Regions from separate parts of the Arachis hypogaea genome. Here region 2 is linked to region 1. Evidence: chromatin contacts called from public Hi-C data. All regions are on one chromosome and are shown on one strand. Each heading gives the region's core, a stretch centred on a gene start, on an enhancer-like site or on the middle of the called end of the contact. The rest is flanking DNA. Distances are from core to core; before and after follow the strand shown.

Region 1 (6,144 bases), core at 507-3,006:
TACTGTTCTTGTGTTGGACATTTGTGTCGTTTCCGCTGCTAGGCTCTTTCACCAAGATCATGCAATAGTTAGTTGATTACCATTTTAAGTAAAGTAGTCATTGACATTATAGGAGATTAAAAAGACCCAATCGAATTGATGAGACCCATCTTAGTTCTTGGGCCTATCTTAAGTTAAAAATACTATCAAATCGAGATATACATCAGACATGAGGTAAATGAACTAAATCAAGATAAAAGATAGAAAAATGAATGATACACCAAATCAAACGGCACGATTAAAGCACATATTTCAACACAAACTAACCTAAGAAAACACCTAGCTTCCCAAACTTAATGATTATCATTACTTATCAATTATATTCTACTTCGTTTATGATAACCTATTAGTGTTTCTAAATACACAAATCATTGGCATTAGGTTGGCTAGACGTAATATCATGAAATGTACATGGTAGACTAATAGAATTAATCAGTAGATAATCATGTGCATAAAACTCTAATGTAAAAAAAAAAAAAACCATCTTAATCATATCTAATGTAATAAAAATTTATATAATGTTCTTTTTAGCCAAACAATATACAGCAAAATACTAAACATTTTCGGAGTATAAAGTTTAATATCATAATCCGCAATTATACAATATAATTTGTAAGATAATTTAAAATTCAACCACATTAAATTCGTATATTAAACATAACAAATCAAAAACAAAAAAGAAAAAAGTGTTCTTGACAATTTTCTTTCGAGTTTAAGATGAAAGACATATATGTGATATGTTAAAGCCTATAATGGGAGTTATGGTGAAATTATAAGGATAGAAATAGAATTAAAATTATACTTTCAATTCGGTTTTTTTCGATTTTGTGATATGGAATTGATAATTGAATCAACCCAATAAGAAGCAACAAATTTTAAATTTCAAAGTTTTTGGTTTCTAGTTTCAAATCTTTTTGCTTCGGTTTATAGATTTAGTTTAGTTTAGTCCAATTTTAAATACTCCTAAATGTATATTTTTTTAAGGTCGTGCGGATATTTCCCAAAACCATACAATAGTTAATTGATTACCATTTTAGGTAAAGTAGTCATTGACATTGTGGGAGGTTAAAAAGACCCATAAAATTGATAAGACTCATCTTAATTTTTGGGTCAAGTAGAATACGTATGTCCTTAAACTTATGTTAGGCTCTCTTTTGTTTTGATTCACTTGAAATTATGAAAATTAATCTTAAAACAAAAAATATATATATTATAAATAAATTGATTATTTTTTATTTTACAGTAAAATATTTTATTATTTTAATAGTCACCTAAAACAAAAATATGTAAAGTGATATACATAAATAAATATGATGAGTAATTTAATAACTTATTTTTTTGTGTTTTACATGAATGTTTGTATTTTTATTTACTGTTGATTGTTTTTAATTATTATTATTTATTCAATTCAATTCTATTTAAGTGTATTTATTGTCATATTAAACTTGTTTCACTTCCACTAACAAAAAATAGCTTCTTTCACTAATCACCTCAGTGTAATTTCATATATCACATGTAAGTATGTAACAAATATTTAAATGGATATAATTTAATTTAAGTTGCCAAAACTGAAAAGGGTTAATTGATTTGCCAATAATCAAAAAACCCTAAAAATTACTAAAAACTGGTTTACCATTTAAGAAGGAAAAAAACAAAAAGGCAGACGCAAGTAACGGTAACTTAAACTGGTCTGGTGCTGCTATCTAATTTTTTTAGTAATTCAATTTTAATTTAAAAAAGTTGAATTAAAATTAAAATCAAAACTTCTGTTCTTGTTCAACGGGCAACAAGGAGTTTTCGAAACTGCTCCTTCTTTTTTTTTTTGTCTTTTCTTTTCTTCCTCTCTTTCTTTTCCTAAATCTCTTGCGAGCTCCACTTTGATTCCCGCCAATTCTCTGTTTGCAGAGGTACTTCAGTTTCGGAGAAATCTCAGATTCTATTTTTTTTTTAATATTCTAGTATGAAAATTCAACTTCCTTTGTGTTTGTGATCGGTTTTTTTTTCGATTATTTCCTTTTCCCCGACTCTGTAATATTCTTTAGTAGTGAATTTTTATTAATTGTTATCACTATTATTGTAAAATTGTGCGTGGTGAATACCTATGAATTACGTGTTTCTTATGATAAGGTGTTTTTGGCGTTTCTCTGAGCAAGTTTTAATCTGATAACGGTTTTTGAGATCTGGATTTCGTTTGTCTTTGTATGTCACCCATAAAGTTCGAAACTTTTGTTATTTCAGTGAGGGTTTTAGGGTTTTTGATAATTTGTGTGAAATTTGAGTGTGTTGGCATGATTTTGCTTTTTTTTTTTTATTTGAGTGTGTTGGCTTGATTTTGCTTTTTTTTTTTTTTTTTTTTCTTCGTCCTCTTAACAATATGTGAATAAATTTGTAGAAGGATATGGATGAGTTGAAATCAGAGGAAGGTTGTATAGAGAATAAGCAATCAACAGCTGCTTCTAGCTCCTTTGTATCAGAAGGCAGTGGCAGTTCTATACCAAAATCCCCAGGGATAGGTAGCCAGGCATCGGCTTCACCCCCTCATCGGTATTCACATGCTTTTTTTCATTGCTTTTTGTCAATCAATGATGTTGTACCTTGATAACGGTGTCGTTTTGTGTCGATATATGGTGTGCCTGCTTGATTTTGCTTAATGTTTGCATTTAGCAATAGCAGCTGATTTTTTGGTCTTGCTACGGGTATCTGCTTTGTTCCATTTTGGATCTTTCTTGTGATCTTCAATAATTAATTTTCACCACTTGAATATTGTGTTACACAGGAGAACCACTGGTCCTATAAGGCGAGCAAAGGGTGGTTGGACAGCAGAGGAGGTTAGTAATTTGGACTTGGAGATAGTTGTTACTTTTATTTATTGTCTTTAATGTTTTTACTGTTTTAAGAAGTTGATTAATAGTGAATTTATATTAGTTGATTTAGTGCTTCTTAATATACATCTTTATATGCTAAAAATGCCAATGTATTTATAGTTCTGTAACATTTCAAATTGAGACCAAGATATTTTCTTGTCATTTTTACCACCTGACTTTTCATGTAATCACAACATAGTGCTCTTCAAACTCCTGCAGGATGAGACATTAAGGAATGCTGTTGCAGCCTTTAAGGGAAAGAGTTGGAAAAAAATAGGTATTTAGATTTGCTATGTAAAATACCTCAGAATTTGTTATGACTATGCTACTAAAAACATATATTGAACTCAATTAATTTTTCTTTATTATATGATATATGATATATTTATAAAGTAGTTCATTTTATGATATGGTAGTAACAATTTCTTAGAATGTGTATCTAAATTGATATATTCTTCATATATGTATTTATAATATGACCCGGTAGTGCAATTTGGATGATCTTTTCACTTTTTTATTTGTAAATTTTTGTTGGAAAAGCATGCTTGCTTACAATTGGAAGCAACTCCGTGCAGACAGATTTAGTGTTTGAACATACTTGAGTTGAGACTGTGAAATTGTTACCTCAAAGTTAAATGGGCACCGCATAAGAAGCATGAAAAAATGTTCTTGTAACGATCCTTGTCATAGTTTTTCATGTAAAGCAGACCTGTCTCATCCCTATTCAGAAAATACTGAAGTGGGAAATTTTGAATACATGTAATTTGAAGGCACAGCCTTCAGGATAAACATTCAGTTGATACTTTTAAACAATATTTGTTTCCAATTTGTTCTGGGAAAGAGAATTATTATGAAGTTGAACCACGAGAATTTGTCTTTGCGAATCATAAGACAATATTTTCTGTACCACGTGCTTACTGAAAGAATTATGCTCAATTTCATGACACCAATTTAAAATGTGAATGCAGCTGAGTTTTTCCCTGATAGATCAGAAGTTCAATGTCTGCACAGATGGCAAAAAGTTCTTAATCCAGAACTTGTTAAAGGACCTTGGACTAAGGAGGTTGAAACTAGTGCTTCTCTTTTAAATTCCTTGTTAATTTTTTAGAAAGCCTATTCGTTTTTTTAACTTCTCTTGCTTGGATTGCAGGAGGATGACAAAATAGTTGAAATGGTGTCAAAATATGGGCCATCAAAATGGTCTTTGATAGCAAAGTCCTTGCCTGGTCGAATAGGAAAACAGTGTCGAGAACGGTAGGTTAACTGAAGCTCACACGCAGGTTTTCTATTTTTGCATCTTTTTTAAGTTCAACCTTTTATTTATAGAATTTCCCCCTATCATCAATCATATTTGTTAGACATGCTTTTTGATTATCGCCTTGAAACTTCTAAATTCTTTTACTCATTGTTTGTTCCTAAGCTTGAAATGATTGAATATAAGATCTAATTTTAAAATAACGGTACTGCAATTAAACTAGCTTTGGTACTGTTGCTTAACATTTTTCCTTCTATAATGTTTATGTTTGGATTAGTGTCTTTTGGGTTAATAAGCACTTATAATTATGGTCTCAGTGAACAGCATTTGATTAAAGAAATAAAGCAATTCTTTAAATTTAATCATCACCAAACATGTCTTTATTCTTTGGTTGTTGATTCCTTCATTATCATCAAAGATATGACCTTTGCTCAATATAAAAGATTTGTAATCATTTCTTAAAGTTCGAAACATATGTAGGTGGCACAATCATCTTAATCCCGACATAAAGAAGGATGCTTGGTCTTCGGAAGAGGAGTTGGCCCTCATGAATGCTCATCGCATATATGGAAACAAATGGGCTGAAATTGCTAAGGTTCTTCCTGGAAGGTATTCTTTCTTATTAGTTCATGTTAATGGAAATTAAAATCATGGTATTATGCTAATAGTGAATTCTAATTTTGCAATGTGTCCTTTTCTATGATTTGTTGTGAGTGGTGTATGTTTGGAAGAGACATTCTGTCTACACTTCTTTGTCCACCCACTATCCTTGCGAAGTGGGGAAAAAGAGAATGGGTCAATGAGCATATGAAGTGATGGAGAAAATTGCTGATGCAAAGCAATATCCAGTCTATTTTTTGAGAACCAATATTGATTTTCTTACTTTCAAAGCCATGTTTGTTTGTTTTGGTCAATTTGCTTGTGTGAGTTTCCCCTTTTGCAAGATTGTACGACATCCATGGTGTTTTTTTTAGATTCTTCTGTAAGAGACATCTAATTTCTAATACATTTCTCTGACCTCTTTCTTGTAGAGGTTCTAACTACTTAATGTTTTTTCTTGGTTTTATTTTCAAGTGCTAAGTATAGAATATATAATAAATGCGATTATATAAAAATATAGACCTTAAGAAAACAAAAAATACTATAAAAATTATGACGGCCTATGTAAGATATATTTTATGGATTGAAATTGTTCAACTTTTGTTCTGTGCCGTTTTAAGTTATATATATGCTTGGATTTATTTCTGCAGGACTGATAATGCTATAAAGAACCACTGGAATAGTTCGCTAAAAAAGAAGATGGATTTCTATTTAGCCACAGGAAGACTTCCACCAACTTTGAAGAACAGTCCACAAGTTGTTGTCAAAGACACTGTTAGACATTCTAAACCTACATTATTTGTTTGTTCAAATAAAGAATCAGATACTGCAGTTGAATCTTCATCGGAAACTACAGAAATTACTCAACTATATAGCAGTGACAAGAAGGACAAGAATCGACTAGAGTGCTTGGTAACAGTTGGAGATTCCTCTGGTGCTCCTCTTGTAAATGAATCTGTTGATACTGAATGTAAAGCTGGATCATCCAACATAAATCTCAGCTGCAACGACTCAGAACTGGTGTCAAGAGATAATTTCCAAGTACATAGTATAAAGAACTCTGAGAATCCTGGACTGGTTGGCAAACCGAATGAGAGTTGCAGAGACAATGCTAAAATGAGCAATAACAGGTTCTGCAGAACATGTTTTTCACACGAAACTCCGGTCTCTGGTTCTTTATGCTACGAGCCACCACAGTTAGACTTTTCAGTCCCTTTAGATTCTCTTTATTCCAATATCCTTCATGAGCAGAATGACTGCTCTTCTCCGATTGCGTCATCCGTTGGTTTCTTCTCTCCACTTGGTGTAAATGGTAGTGAAAACGTAACCCCCGAATCAATATTGAAAATGGCAGCAAAAACTTTTCCGAGTACTCCTTCAATAATG
Region 2 (6,194 bases), core at 2,232-4,731, 230 kb after region 1:
ATTGGTGAACATCGATAGTTCCCTCTTCTGCTCAATAACTATTTATTAATACTAAGAATAATAAACATACAAATCTGTTTGCACAAAAACTTGCTGATAGAAACAGCAAGAGAAGCATGGGAGGGAATGCCAACAAGAACGATACAAGCTTGGAAGGGCATCAAAAAAGAAAGATAGAGATAGCCTAGAAGTAATTGTGATTACTGCTACATTAAGCTTCCGGCTAATTTTGATGACATAAGATTAGATTCGACCAAGAGACCACAAAGGAGGTAAAAGCTATCACTTGATGGACAAGGCGGTGTGCGTAGTGTATAAAAAGGTATTCAATAGCATCATAGCAAAACAATTGTAACCAAGGTTCTGAAAACCGGACCGGTCATCGAACCACTCTAATTACTGGTTTATTGATCTAATCGGTTCAACCGTAGTTCAACCAAAAAATTCGTTTTATAATAAAATAATAAAAAATATAAATAAATACCCTAAAACATAATTATAATCTAATATAAATCTTAAAACGTCTTCTAAATTTAAAGCACTACATGAAATGTCATCAAAATCTTATGATTTTATCAAAATACAAACTCAAAAATTAAATAACTAAGGTATTTATTTAAATATATTTTGAATCTAACTCTAATCTCATTGTTGATGAGAGTGAAAATTAATAATCATAATACTAACTCTAATCTAATTAAGCAGCTATTGTCCGATCTGAGCCAAATTAGATGCTTATATGCTAATAAAGTAGAAGTACTACTTGATCCCCTACTAATGTTCTCCATGATGATAGTACCAAAAGCATAATTAAAAACCTAAGCACACAAAGTAATTAACATCAAGATATTTCCATCTTTGAAACAAACTTAACCAACCAACCAAATATAAACTAACCTGAAGAAACAAGAAACAAGGATAATCCCAATCTCAAAAATCACAACAATTTCAATTTAGCAAATTAGAAAATTAACAATTTGAGAAGAACAACACAGCAACTCAAAGACAACAATACACAACAATTTGCAAATAAACAACAAGAATAGAAAATCCAGCAAATTATATCGCAGCAACCTATTAATTTGGCAAATCAAAACAACAGCAGCCCAACAATTTAGCAAATTATCAACTGAACAAGTTCAAGAACAGAAAATCACAATAAAAACAAAAACAAAAAAAAAATTAAAGACAACAGAACATCAACATAACATAACAGAATCAAGAACTTGATCAACAATCCTAAACCACAGTTATAACAACAATAATTGAGAAAAGAAAATCTGATATTAACAATCCTAAACCAATAAAAACAACAATTACAGTAAAAAATACTTTCTAGAGCACAGAGGTGAGGGAGCACAGAGGGCTGGACGCAGCAGAACAGGAGAAGAGATGGCCTGGACTGCCGCAAAACCAAAAGACAAGAGCCATAGTCAAGAACTTTCAACTACTTTGGATCACACATTCCCAAATGGTAATTTCTTCATTCGTCTTAAGCATCTCTTTTAACTTTGTTAGAAGTAATTTTTCAATTAAATAATCAAAGCACAACTCAAGAAATGCAAAAAATTAAGCTGCACACAGCATAAGAATGCAAAAACAACATGAAAAACAGCAACACAGCAACAAACAGCATTACAAAAAAAACAACAATCAAGAACAATAAGAACAACCACAGCAGTGAACAAACATTAACAATCAAAACCATCAAAAACAAAGAGCAACAATCAGCAACAATAAACACAACACTGAACAATTAAATAAAAAAATACAGCTGAACAACAAGAACAGTTCCATAATTACTGTAAAACAAAATAATCTAAATTACTCATAACAGAAAAACCTAAGAAAATCATTACTCATAACAAGAACAGCTCAATAATGTTCATTACTCATTATCAGTAATAAAAACCGGCTGGGTCCCGGTTCGGTCCGACTTGCTGGTTCCTGGCCGGTTCAGCAGTTTTTCCACTGGTTTTTTAATCAACAATTTAAAAGGCTAACCAGATCGTAACTGCTGCCGGTTCAAAGTTAGACCGGTTGGATTGGCCGGTCCAGTCTGGTTTTCAGAAGCATGATTGTAACATGAAAGAATGCAGGATTTACCAATTCTTTATTAACGGATTGCAAATTCACATTCATAGAGACGCTTTTTTTGAAAATCTAAACTATTTTCCGAACATTGTATCAGGCAAAATTCTACGATGAAAAAGAAAAAATATTGCAGATCAAAGATTCAGAAGCAATCATCATATATCAACATTTGAATAGAAAAACCAGATCACAGTTCTATAGCAAATCCATAATCAGAGATAAAATTTGTTGTTGCAAATATGGAATCATCAATAACAACAATTAAAATTCCAGAAGCACTCTCACCAAGAGAGCAGAAGCAAAAGACGAAGATGACTTGGACGAGCCAAGCAAAATTCTATTGCGATGCAACCAGTGGCTTCGAAGATCGAAGCAAGGGCGAAGGGTTTGAACTTGCAAGCGATAGTTGGTTCTCGGCGGTTAGGAGGGTCACTCTTTGGCCGGAGGAAAAACTGCTCACGGTTCCTTGTTGCAAGATCGGAGACGAGCGGCGCAACACGATTTGTGGCGGCGAGTGAACTGCTCCTCAGTCACCGGACTTGCGTTCTCATTCTCATTCCCACGCTGTTGTTCTGTGTCCCAGAGTTGGGCCTTCCATGGATGAACATAGTCCAAGCCCAAATCCAATCTGAATTTCACCAAAAAAAATATATTAAATGTGTATTTTTCTTTCCACAAAGGCTGTCTTAGAGACTGTGATATAATGAGTATAATAAGGTTTATGGAAAATCCCAGCTCCGCCAAGAGTACTGAATTTCAGCTGGAGGCTCATCTCCAATGCCCTGCCCACATGGAAAAACCTACAACAGAGAGGAATCAGTATCTCACCACTTTGCACAACTTTGATGCCGCCGGAGCAAACGGCGGAGACCGCGGAGCTGGAGCTGTGATCCGAGATCACCAAGGCGCTATTTTGGCTGTTGCAACTTGGAAGATCCATGGCGTGCTTTCATTCGGTCAGGGAGGCAGAGGCACTCTCTTGTTTAGTGGGACTGAAATTAGCAATAGAGGGGTGTTTTTTTATGTTGTGGTTTAAGGGGATAACATTGAAGTACTCCATGCACTGAGATATCCAATTACCCACAGTAATTATTTTGGACTCTCTTTGTCAAATGGTAATTTTTTTTGGATAGGCTTAGATTTACCCAGATTTCTCATGTAAAGAGAAATGGTAACTTAGTTGCTCACTCTCTAGCAAAAACGACCCTCTCTGTACCTAACACACTATGGATAGACGAGGTTATCTTCTTTTTTAGGATATTAGTTTTGATGTATTTTCGTGTAAAATAGTTTATCAATATTGTTTAATCACGTATTAGCATGTATATAAGATATTTAACATAATTTATATTGTGAGAAACTAAACAGTTTTACTTGTAATATAATATACATGAGAGATTTGAATTTATAATCTTACGCAAAACACAGCAAAATCCTTACAATATGCCTAGTGGCTTAAATGATTCAACGTTGTTCAATTAAATTCAATTTTTAATTGAGTTTCTTTTGACTTTTACAATTGTGTCCATGTTTGTTTATTTATTTATTTTTGTCAATGAATTGTGTTCACGTTTAGTAACACCGTCTTTTTTTTTTTTTTTTTTTTTTGGTAGTAGTAACACCGTCTTTGGTCGTTCATGGTTTCTTCTTTTTTTGGTCATGGTCATTCATATTTTGTTTTGGAGATGTTATTTAAACTGAATGGGCTTTTGAGTGCTGAGGTCCAATAGGTCCGGTTGGGCTGTCCGACCCAAACAGTCCAAATACAAAACCTTACAGCATACTAGCTTAGGAATAGGATTCAACAATAATATTATATCCGCCCCTCGCCATTTCAAAGGTCTCGGGTTCGAGTCCTACCAGCTGCAACCGAGAAGAAAAAAATTGGTAAGTATATGAGAAGTGTTTGGGTGTGTACTATGTACTTAGGATTGGAGATTGTCCAATCCATTGGGGTACCTAGGATTGAGGGTTGTCCAATCCATTGGGACACCTAGGATTGGGGGTTGTTCAATCCACCGACCAAAAAATAAAAAAAACAATAATATTATGACACTAAACTAGTCAGATCTAATGACCAACATCAAACCTTATGCACTTATAAAGCGCAGTCTCATTTGATATCTGTTTCTAAATTTTTCATTTTCCCTTGTAATTTCTTACTCTTTGGTTTTTGCCAACTCAGACAAAGAAATGCAACGTGAGATGTAGCTTTGGTTAAAAGAGTTTGATTGATATACAATGGACTTCACAAATGCATGGCATTTAACAAAAGGTAATTAGAAAAAAAGGTAGATAATTGTCAGCTACTTATAACTTAGATATTGATTCATGCCACCCAACAAGAAGCAAAAACATCCGGGAGTCGGAAGAATCTCAGTCAAAATAAGGTTGCTGACCCATGCCACTTCAATCTTCCAACCTCTCGCCCTTCAAATATGGCCATTTAAGGCTACACAAGAAGAAAGAGGATGTTATGAAAAACAATGACACCAAAAACATTTATGTCTTTATCTCTTAACATGAACAACTCTCTTTATAGGGTTCAGGTTTATCCATGAAGTGAATAGTATACTGTACAATACATACCAGAAACCAACTACTTGTAGATGGAGAAGTGCATAAGATATGCGGCCCTATGACGAACCTGTATAACAAAATCATTTCTTTAAATTTGATCGCAGCACGGGTTGATAATTAGAAAGACATTTCGCTCACCTTTGACGCATATGATCGTAGGTCTGTCGCTGAAATCAAGCTAGAGCATTGTCTTAGAAGAAGACAGAACATTTCATAGATTACTGGATTGTCTTCGATTAATGAGTTGGACAAAACCCAGTTCTCTGTCAAAACTAGGTGAATGTACATCTTGAAGAAATCACAACTTTTGTCTTTGAAGTTAATTGCCCTAAGCAATCTCAGGATGTCTTCTCCACTGTTGGCTTGACACAAAAACTGTATCAAGATTTTTGAGATATGGATGCAATTAATTTGGTGGTAATAATTGTTGAGTTATGAGTGCATTTTGATTTTGCAATGATATTGACAAATGATCCAAGAATGCATTAAAAAAATATATGATAATTTAGAAATTAAACTGGTGGAAAATATTGAAACAGGTAATAGTACATGGAAACATACATAAGCAGAACACAAATTGAGTGGTAAAAGGGAAAGCAACATACTCCATTAAAACAGGAAAGTAGGTTCTGATACGCCACAGCACTCTTAAGTTGCTTACAACGGGAGCTGGCTACGGGTATGCACTCAACAGATTGGATGCAATTCAGATCCTTTGAGACTCTGCACGTCCAAGCCAGTTAGAATAAGAGAAAGGAAGCGAAGATAAAGTAATTGGGCAAGCACTAAATTACACTTCAGCTTGTTTATTTACAGTTTGCACTAATTAATGCTGACTGATTTCATTGATGATTACCACATACAGAAATTCAGAATGTATAAATATCTCAGCACTAAGAATTAACAGAGTATAAAATAGTTTGATCCAACTTGCAGAGATGATAATCACTTCTCTATTAAGTTTAATTATCAAGCATTAAACAAAGCTACAATTGGGTAGATAAATAAAGCTACTAAGTTCATAGTTCAAGTACTACATTATTATTACTGGCACTAAAAAGTAATAACAACCTGGAAGCAACGAATTTTGCTACGTTCCCACAACTTGAATGCCATTCTTGGTCTGTGAAGTAATTGACAATCGCTTGCATGCAATCATTCAAAAGCACTAATAAACCTTGAAACTGGCGATCTAGGAATAGACATATAATAATTTCAACGAGTTCTTCAGCTTCTACAACAGAAAATACTGGTCTTTTACTCCTGCAGTGAGCATAAAAAGGCATAAGTTGACATTGTCACACCAATAAACAACGATGACAAATCATAAATCATGTCCCAAAAACACTTAAAATAAACCAATGATAGAGCTTAAAAGAACAAGGATTTACACCTTAAATGTGCAAAATATATACTGAAGTTTCAAATAAACACTTAATCACAAATCACCAAGGTACATTAGACATCAGTGATGGTAAAAAAACTACGATATGCAAAAAGTCATTAGTAAACACTTAATC

What was found. Hi-C and Micro-C count contacts between places; a contact is called where the count stands out from the background.
Region 2: a contact with region 1 is called in a Hi-C map of leaf, with 2.6 times the contacts expected there. The contact joins the promoter of LOC112727767 here to the promoter of LOC112727763 in region 1. A contact is called at or near these places in 2 of 8 Hi-C or Micro-C datasets (both in leaf).

Annotation. Positions count from the first base shown.
Region 1 is chr12:95,662,493-95,668,636 of arahy.Tifrunner.gnm2.J5K5, forward strand. It overlaps LOC112727763 (transcription factor MYB3R-3), which reads left to right and starts at 1,757. Exons shown (of 9, transcript XM_025777661.3): 1 at 1,757-1,946; 2 at 2,432-2,583; 3 at 2,816-2,867; 4 at 3,123-3,180; 5 at 3,872-3,966; 6 at 4,054-4,157; 7 at 4,639-4,767; 8 at 5,409-6,144. The coding sequence starts at 2,438.
Region 2 is chr12:95,895,205-95,901,398 of arahy.Tifrunner.gnm2.J5K5, forward strand. LOC112727767 reads right to left here and starts at 3,482. Exons shown (of 8, transcript XM_025777666.3): 1 at 2,923-3,482; 2 at 2,380-2,722; 3 at 1-27. The coding sequence starts at 12. LOC112727766 reads right to left here. Exons shown (of 13, transcript XM_025777665.3): 9 at 5,746-5,937; 10 at 5,280-5,397; 11 at 4,813-5,049; 12 at 4,684-4,741; 13 at 4,307-4,546. The coding sequence ends at 4,694.